Linked DNA regions of Mus musculus: region 1 is linked to region 2. A link is a contact called in public Hi-C data. All regions are on one chromosome and are shown on one strand. Each heading gives the region's core, a stretch centred on a gene start, on an enhancer-like site or on the middle of the called end of the contact. The rest is flanking DNA. Distances are from core to core; before and after follow the strand shown. Region 1 overlaps Snd1 (staphylococcal nuclease and tudor domain containing 1). Region 2 holds the start of Lrrc4 (leucine rich repeat containing 4).

The links. Hi-C and Micro-C count contacts between places; a contact is called where the count stands out from the background.
Region 1: a Hi-C map of cortical glia shows a contact between it and region 2, with 2.2 times the contacts expected there. The contact joins the enhancer-like site here to the promoter of Lrrc4 in region 2. A contact is called at or near these places in 1 of 39 promoter capture datasets (hippocampal neurons), 1 of 15 datasets of contacts at CTCF or cohesin (the NIH/3T3 cell line), 14 of 484 Hi-C or Micro-C datasets (3T3-L1-derived adipocytes, the HPC-7 cell line, brain and 9 more), 11 of 115 datasets of contacts at active chromatin or transcription factors (bone marrow-derived macrophages, double positive thymocytes, embryonic fibroblasts and 7 more) and 4 of 9 other capture datasets (adipose tissue, liver, macrophages and 1 more).

What each region holds. Positions count from the first base shown.
Region 1 is chr6:28,876,015-28,880,036 of GRCm38.p6, reverse strand. The region is part of intron 17 of Snd1 (staphylococcal nuclease and tudor domain containing 1); the gene reads right to left. Among named protein-coding and RNA genes, the nearest start is that of Lrrc4, 46 kb to the right of the region's middle. Within about 2 kb of position 1,831, at least 76 of the 459 cell types and tissues checked have an H3K27ac peak or open chromatin away from gene starts, as enhancers often do. A contact at or near this core is called in brain, cerebral cortex, cortical glia and 3 more, where this site is marked.
Region 2 is chr6:28,830,480-28,834,554 of GRCm38.p6, reverse strand. It overlaps Lrrc4 (leucine rich repeat containing 4), which reads left to right and starts at 2,808. Exons shown (of 1, transcript NM_138682.2): 1 at 2,808-4,075. The coding sequence starts at 2,941. The region is part of intron 16 of Snd1 (staphylococcal nuclease and tudor domain containing 1); the gene reads right to left.

The DNA.
Region 1 (4,022 bases), core at 582-3,081, 46 kb before region 2:
AGGGTCATGATTCTGACAGATATCAAACTGGAAGCTTATTTAAAAACAGGCTCCAGGATCTCACCCCAGGCTTATTAAATTAGAATCAAACCGAGTTCCAGGTGATCCCAGGAGTAGAGTGTAAGGATCCCACCAGTGAGCTGCCTTGGCTTTGGGCAGTCTGCTCAGTCCCTCTAGTTTCAAACCTCCACCTCCCTTCCCACAGTGCTCTGCAAGGTCACTCTGCAGGTCATTTCTATGGCCACTCCTGTTCCTGAGGCACTCCTAGTTGCAGCTGGGAATGGGGGACTTGGCTCTGTGAAGAACTGTTTTTCTTGTGCTCTGGATTCCTCACCTCCAGCAGGTTGCTCTGACCTCAGCTCAGAGGCTGGGCCACCCTCTCCACACTTCCCTCTCTTCTTGCCTGCCTGCCTTCCTTCCTTCCTTCCTTCCTTCCTTCCTTCCTTCCTTCCCCATGCCCTGTGCCAGAGCTGCAGCAGCTCAGAAGTTGATTCGACGTGACAACGCGTCAAGTCCAATCCTGCGGCCAGGAGATTAGCCAAGTAGTGAGGCCTGTCAGCGCAGGGGAGGGAGGTGGCTCTCCAGCTGAGTAGCAGGAAGTGGATGGGGAGGCAGGAGACAGGACCACACATGGCATCATGAAGACGTGTACAGAGGAAGAGGATGATATTAGCCTGAAACCTTCTTGCTCACCAGTGCCACGAACCTTCTAAACACTCTCTAGGTATCAATCCAGTTGAGCCTTACAACAACCTTTTTGAATGAGTATAACACTATTCCTCTTTTGCAAATGGGGAAACTGAGGTACACAGGTGTGCAGTCAGAAGTAGGCCCTTGGTGATGGTTGGGTGTCTGGAGGCAAGAGGCAGCACAGGGGGGCTCTGGGGAAGGCTTAGCGGCATGCACATTTACCCTTTACCTCGTGTTGACTTTAACAAGTGATCCCTGGGTCTACTTCCTTTGATTAGAACATTAACATCTAGTCACTGACATTCTCAGCTAATGAGCAGGTTCTTGGGTGGCCCCTGGAAGGAGCTGAAAGGCAGGCATGCTACAATTATGGAACCTCCTTGAGTCACCCCAGGCTTACACTTCTGCCTTTCTACCAAAAGGAGAGGCAAGAGTTTAGGGGCTATCGAAGGGAATGGCTAAACCTAGGCCTAAGTTTTCCATCATTCCACATAGAGAAAGAAGTGCCTTTCACAATGCCACGTGTAGGGCTTACTCTGGCTAGGTTCTAGCTGCTAACATCTGTCTCCATCACTACTACTGTCGTTCTCATTCCATCACCCAGGGACTTAAGACATGCACCAGCACCAGCACCAGCCCTGGTTGGCCAGGAGAAGCAGCCAGTGGGTGCTAATGCCCACTGTCTTCACTAACACCTCAAGTTAGTCAAGTTCCCTATGACAGGACAGGACAGTCATGGAAGCTTTCAAACAAGGCCTTCAGGTCTTTCCTCTAGGCTTCTCTGGCTGGAATGGGTCAGCTTAGGCAGTCATTCTTATCGACTGGGCTCTTGGAACTCCACAGATCAATAGGACTCACACAGCCTCTAAGACAAGCCTGTCATCACTGCCTTAAATGGGCTGAGCCACTGCCAGCCACCTCTCTGACCCAGGAGTCTTCTCCTTCCTGCCAGCACCCATGCTTCTCACCCTCGATCTCTCAGCACCCTGGTGCATGCCTGCTTGGGTTATCTGCAGTGGCTCTTTCCTCCCCTCCCTGCTCTGCCTACTCCTCTAGCTGCCTCTTTCCAGGCTTGCAGCTTGGTAAAGAGACGAGGCCTCAGTGCTGGCTGATGGAGAGGATCTGAGAGCCATTCAGAGACCAACCCTCCCCCACCCTACTTCCTGGGCTGTGGCTGCTGGGGAGGGCTCTCCTCAGCTGCGTTGATGAATCTGGAGCTGACTGACAGGGTGAGAGCAGAAACTGCTAATGAGTCCTCAAGTGAAAGAGCCCTAGGCGACAGCACCGGGTTCCCTCCCTGGGGAGAGGGGGCGGAGCTTTGTTCATCTCAGGCTCAGGGGGGTAACAGGCTGAGGTCACCAATGATGCAAATGAAAGTCTGACAGATCCCTCCCCCTCCAACCCCAGGTCGGATAGCTCACCTGGCAGAGGGAGTACATACTGCCACCTGGGATGAGAAGACAATGAAAACAAGGTGCCTAGCTGGCTCCTATGGAGTGGCAGGTGCTGTGGGCTGCTGAGAATCAGGGCTAGAAGAGGGAGAGCTGCTCCTCAGGGAAGGAACCTTGAGTCTAAGTGAGAATTCAGCTCTTTGGATTTGGCTCTTTGGTTCCTTGTTTTTTTGGGAGGGAGAGGGGGCAGCTAAGCTATTCCTTGGGACTTGGTGCCCAGTGGTCCTGGGCATGCTGGCAAATGCAGCGTATCTTTTTGGCGTGATGGAACCAGTTCTCTAGGATGGGTGTGGTCCTCATCCTTAGAACACACCTCTATTGACTGATAATGCTCTTGTGTAGAACAAGCTCATGAGGAAAGACAGACAGACAGACAGACAGACAGACACACTGGAAAGGCCCCTTGGCAGACAGGTGCTATTTGCCCACAGCCTCAGGAAGCTTCTGAGCTCACATCCCTGCTATGTTCTTGTTTGAGGGAATCTTTGGGGTGGATGCTGCTTTTCCTGGACCCATGCGAGCTGACTAGGAAAATTCAAAGGTCTTTTCTAGAAGGAGCAGTAAGTGTACAGAGTCACTCCCAGGTTCTTGGCAGAGGGAGGGAGGGGCTGGGAAAGACCCCTTATGGCCAAGGAGCTATGAATCTTGGCTCAGCAGCAGGGCCTAGGCACATGAGGAGCCTGGTAATTAGTTTCCCCTGATCTTGGGTCACTTGTGAGTGCATTTGTGTGGTGATGTCTTCTTGAACTCGGATGGTGGCCAGGCTAAAGAAAGATTCTCTTCTGCTGCAAAGCTGGGGGCACGGTGGATCTGTCTTGGGGCAAGGCACTGCTGAGACCCTTCACAGCTCTAGCTACAGACTTCCACCCTTCCCTCCTCTGCTTCTGCTGCAGGCTGTTCTGCCAAGCAAGTTTCTGATTTCCTCAGGTTCCTACTATATCTGGAACTTACTAGGGTCCCCTTGTTGCTGCAGCTGTCACAGGGAAGGACCCTATTGTGCTGGGCACAGGTATAAGTCAGAATAGGCGAGGAGCAGAGGCTGTGTCTCCTCCTGGTTTCTGGCCCTCCATCCTTTCTCTATTTTGTGCTTTTTCCAGGGAGCCCCAGACCCTCCTCCTGACAGGAAAGAGAAATGTGCCAAGGGACTCCATTGGCTGTCTAAATCCTATTTAATATCCCTACTCACTAGGCTCCAAGGGTGTGGCTGGCATGGAGCCATGGTGGCAGAGGCCTTCAAACACACAGCAGGGTGGCCAAGCTCAATAAAACTAATCAATGGCCAATCCAGCCCTGTTCAAGGCCCTGCTGGGATGAGAAAGGAGGAGGGAGGGGACGGGGGTGGGGGAGGAGAGAGAGAGAGAGAGAGAGAGAGTATATATCTGTATGTGGATATGTGCCACCCGTGATTCCCTCCTTGTTCCTGCCCAGAACCACTAAGTATAGAGGAAAGGGAGGCTTGTATGGGACACTGGGTGGAATTAAATAAACCCAGCAGAGAGGCAGCTAAGGTCCTGAGGAGGCAGCTTCTAGGCTTCAGCATCATCAGGTTCCTCCAGATATATACACTCACTAATGCATGCACACACAAGCCACTGTCCAAACAGTTCTGCACATACCTGGTCTCAGAGGCTCTCGGCATTTCCCTTGCTGGTTTAGCCCGTATGTATAAACGTTTACACACTGTGAAGAAATCTTTTATTCCTCAGCAGTGAAGCAGCCTTCAGGAGGTCACAAGTGGAAGATGCTGAGTACACCTGAGATACCCAGGTTACTGTCACCCAGCTGGCTTCCAAACCCCTCATCAACAGCTAACCCAGGGTACTAAAAGGCTCTGCGGACAGAGCTGTTCCCCAGAATGAGCTCCCTGGGAGGTGGAGGGCC
Region 2 (4,075 bases), core at 1,559-4,058:
TCACGGTCTTGGTAAAGGACAGGAATACAAAATTGTGGACATTGGAACTTTCTAGGACTTGGAGAAGGTTTAGGGTTTGAAGAAGCAGATAATACTGAGATTATGGCTGTGGTAGAGTTCAGGAAGTTGGGAAATCCTGGGGTCCTCATCCGTAAGTAACAGCCCACGTGGGAACAATGGGGTTAAACAACACACTTGTTAGATAACAGGCAAAAGCTGGGAGGATCTCAGTGATTCTACTGGACCTACAGCACAGTGCTAATCTATAGATTGTTTCACCCTCACATGGTTGAGAAAAGAGGTTCTTTTATGGAGGAAATGAGTTGGCAAATGCTGACCTATGCTTTTACAATAGCCTGTCAAAGCAGGGACCAGAACTCCCCTTTCAGCAAGCTGCTAAGGGACTCCCAGAGAGAGGCTGGTGCAGCTCCAGGGGCAGAAGGCATAAATTACCTTACTGGCCCCTGCATACAGGGGAGGGGAAGGGGGCATCTGAGAGGCAAGGCTGCAGGCAGCTCCCCAATGAATGAACCACGGGCTGCTGCACCATGGGTTCTCAGAACTCACCTCAATCCTCCCCAGGTTGTCATTTCCCCGACTCCTTGAATTTGGTCTTTCTTCCCACTGTTTCCCGCCCCCACAGCCCTCATTAAGAAAACTATCATTTAAAGCCCTAGTTACTGTGGGAGAGGGGAGGGGGCAAGAAAATGTTCGAGAGAGGGGACTGGAAGGACAGGCACAGAGTAAGGCGAAGCATAGACTTTGGTCTTCTGACTCAACGCAGCCCTTGCGTGGATTCGGCTGCCTGCCCCTAGGTCCCCACCATCCTGCAGATCCAAACTCTGGCCGCGCAGCCAGGCACCCCGTCAGCATTCAGCGGGGGTGCGGATGACGCGGGCGCTCGTAGGAGGCCGGCCAACTGCTGCAGCCCCACCGAGGGCCGCCGCACCCGGGCCCCTGAGCCCAGCAGTCCACGGCTGTAGGGTGCTGGGTGGCTCGGGTGGGGGCCGCGCAGTCTCCGCTGCAGCCCCGCACGGCTCCAGCCTATCAGCGGCCAACCAGCCACTCGCTCCGACCTGACCAAAATAGCTGCGAACGCCTGCGACTAGCGCGCAGCCCCTCACTTGACGCTCACTCGGACTCGCTCGCCCGCTCGCCCGCTCGGGCCGCTCCGATCGTCTAGAGGGGGCGGGGAGGAAGCTGCGGGGGAGGGGGGAGGGGGGTGGGGAAAAAGAAGGAAGGAAGGAAGGAAGGAAGGAAGGAAGGAAGGAAGGAAGGAAGGAAGAAGCGAGGAAGGCAGGCAGCCCTCCGCGACTCGGGGCTGCGCGGCGCGAGCCAGCGCGTGCTGGAAGGCGCGGCGTTAACCCCTTGAGGGCAGGCGGCAGAGGGAGAGCGGTGTTAATACATAAGAGCACTGCATCACGCTAATCTTCTCCCTAGAACAGTATGCGTCAGCAGTACATTCACGTTCTGACTGAAGGACAAAAGGATGAGAGAGCAGTCTGCGTGGCTGCCACCTGCAACACCGCGAGCCCGGCGCGAGGAGGAGACGGTGGGCGCCGAGCGCAGGGGCCCCGCTGCTGCCACCGCCGCCGCTAGCCAGCGGGGACCATGTTCACCGGCTTCGGAGCGTTTCCCGCAGCCGCTACCCCCACTGCTCACGCTGCCGTCGCCAGCGCTCTGGCCGCTGCAGCAGCCCGCTGGCAGCTCCGTTGCTGAAGGCTCCGGGAGCCCAGCGGCGAACTCGCACTCTCCGCACAAAGCCGGGGCCGGCGGCGCGCCGGGAGCCCAGCAGTGGCGGGCGGCGGCGGGCGCTTGCGCGCTGCCGGGGGCTGCGGCCGCCGCCGCTGCCGGACCCGCGCCCGCCCCCGGACTCCCTGAAGGGGCCTGCGGTGCGGGCGCGACCGCGGGCGCTGCGCGCTCCTCCGTTCGCGGACTGGGTCCCAGCACCACGTCCACGCCGCTGCCCCTCTGGGGCTGGACGGATTACCGCTCCCCGCACCAGCAGACGGCGGGACTGGAGAACTGAGCCCAGTTTTTGTCTTTTTAACCCTTCCGAGAAGAGGCGAAGAGAAAAGGGGGTGTGTGCCTAGGGAGGGCGAAGGCGCAGCGAACACCTCTTAACTCTCGCAGCCCCGCGAGCTCACGACTGCAATCAGCTGCCGCCAGCTCTGGGCGGCCGACGCTGGGAAAGCAGAGTGGAGAGCAGCGCAGCAACCAGCGAGCGCGGCCTGGGCGGCTTCGGGAGCGCCCCCGCACCCCCATCCCCCGCGGCGGCCCAGGGAGAGGGCTGGGGGCTGGAGACACACTTTGGCGATGAAGCGCCTTCTCCCGCGACTGGAACAAGCTGGTGCCAGGGTCCAAGGACAAAGCAGGGAAGCGCTGGTGGCGCCGCTCCTCGGGCTCTCGGGGGGGCATGCACCTGCATAGCCCGCCGGGCCTTGGCTCTCCCTGGCGCGCCTCAACTCCGCGGCTTCGCCGGCTCCGGATTTACTAGAAGCCATTTTGTCTCCCCTACCCCTCCCCTCCCCTCCCCTCTGCCCTCCCTGCCCCCACTACTTCCCCCTTTGTTAATTAAAACTAAAGTCAGAATGGGAACGATGAGCCCAGCTCTCGTGGAGAAAGCTTAAGGACACAGCGCTAATTCTTTCCTGCTTTCCTTCCGAGGTAGGTGACAGGGAATTGGGTGGGGATGGTCGCAACGTGGGAGAGAGTCTTAGCTTTCTATGGGTTGGCCTTGAGGGTGGGCTGGTAGATGAGGGGCCGCTCAGTAGTTTCGCAGGGTTTTTCTAGGCCGATCTGCTTGTCTCTAATCGCCCCCTCCCCACCTCCTTCTCCAGATGGAAAGAGGAGCTCCTAGCTCACTTAAGCCGGGGTAAGGCTGGTTCTCTTTTCCAAGCCAAAATCCCAGGCGATGGTGAATTATGAACGTGCCACACCATGAAGCTCTTGTGGCAGGTAACTGTGCACCACACCTGGAATGCCGTCCTGCTTCCCGTCGTCTACCTCACGGCGCAAGTGTGGATTCTGTGTGCAGCCATCGCTGCTGCCGCTTCAGCCGGGCCCCAAAACTGCCCCTCCGTCTGTTCCTGCAGTAACCAGTTCAGCAAGGTGGTGTGCACCCGCCGGGGACTCTCTGAGGTCCCACAGGGTATTCCTTCCAACACCCGGTATCTCAACCTCATGGAAAACAACATCCAGATGATTCAGGCCGACACCTTCAGGCACCTCCATCACCTGGAGGTCCTGCAGCTGGGCAGGAACTCCATCAGGCAGATAGAGGTGGGGGCCTTCAATGGCCTCGCCAGTCTCAACACTCTGGAACTGTTCGACAACTGGCTGACAGTCATCCCCAGTGGGGCCTTTGAGTACCTGTCCAAACTGCGGGAGCTCTGGCTGCGAAACAATCCCATTGAGAGCATCCCTTCTTATGCCTTCAACCGGGTGCCCTCCCTCATGCGTCTGGACTTGGGGGAACTCAAGAAGCTGGAGTATATCTCTGAGGGGGCTTTTGAGGGGCTGTTCAACCTCAAGTACCTGAACTTGGGCATGTGCAACATTAAGGATATGCCCAATCTTACACCCCTGGTGGGGCTCGAGGAGCTTGAGATGTCAGGGAACCACTTTCCTGAGATCAGGCCTGGGTCCTTCCATGGCCTAAGCTCCCTCAAAAAACTGTGGGTGATGAACTCACAGGTCAGCCTGATTGAGCGGAATGCTTTTGACGGACTGGCTTCCCTCGTGGAACTCAACTTAGCCCACAATAACCTCTCATCTTTGCCCCATGACCTCTTCACACCCCTGAGATACCTGGTGGAGTTGCACCTACACCACAATCCTTGGAACTGTGATTGTGATATTCTGTGGCTGGCTTGGTGGCTTCGGGAGTATATCCCAACCAATTCCACCTGCTGTGGCCGCTGTCATGCTCCCATGCACATGCGAGGCCGCTACCTGGTAGAGGTGGACCAGGCTGCCTTTCAGTGCTCTGCCCCTTTCATCATGGATGCACCCCGGGACCTCAATATCTCTGAGGATCGGATGGCAGAACTGAAGTGTCGGACTCCCCCTATGT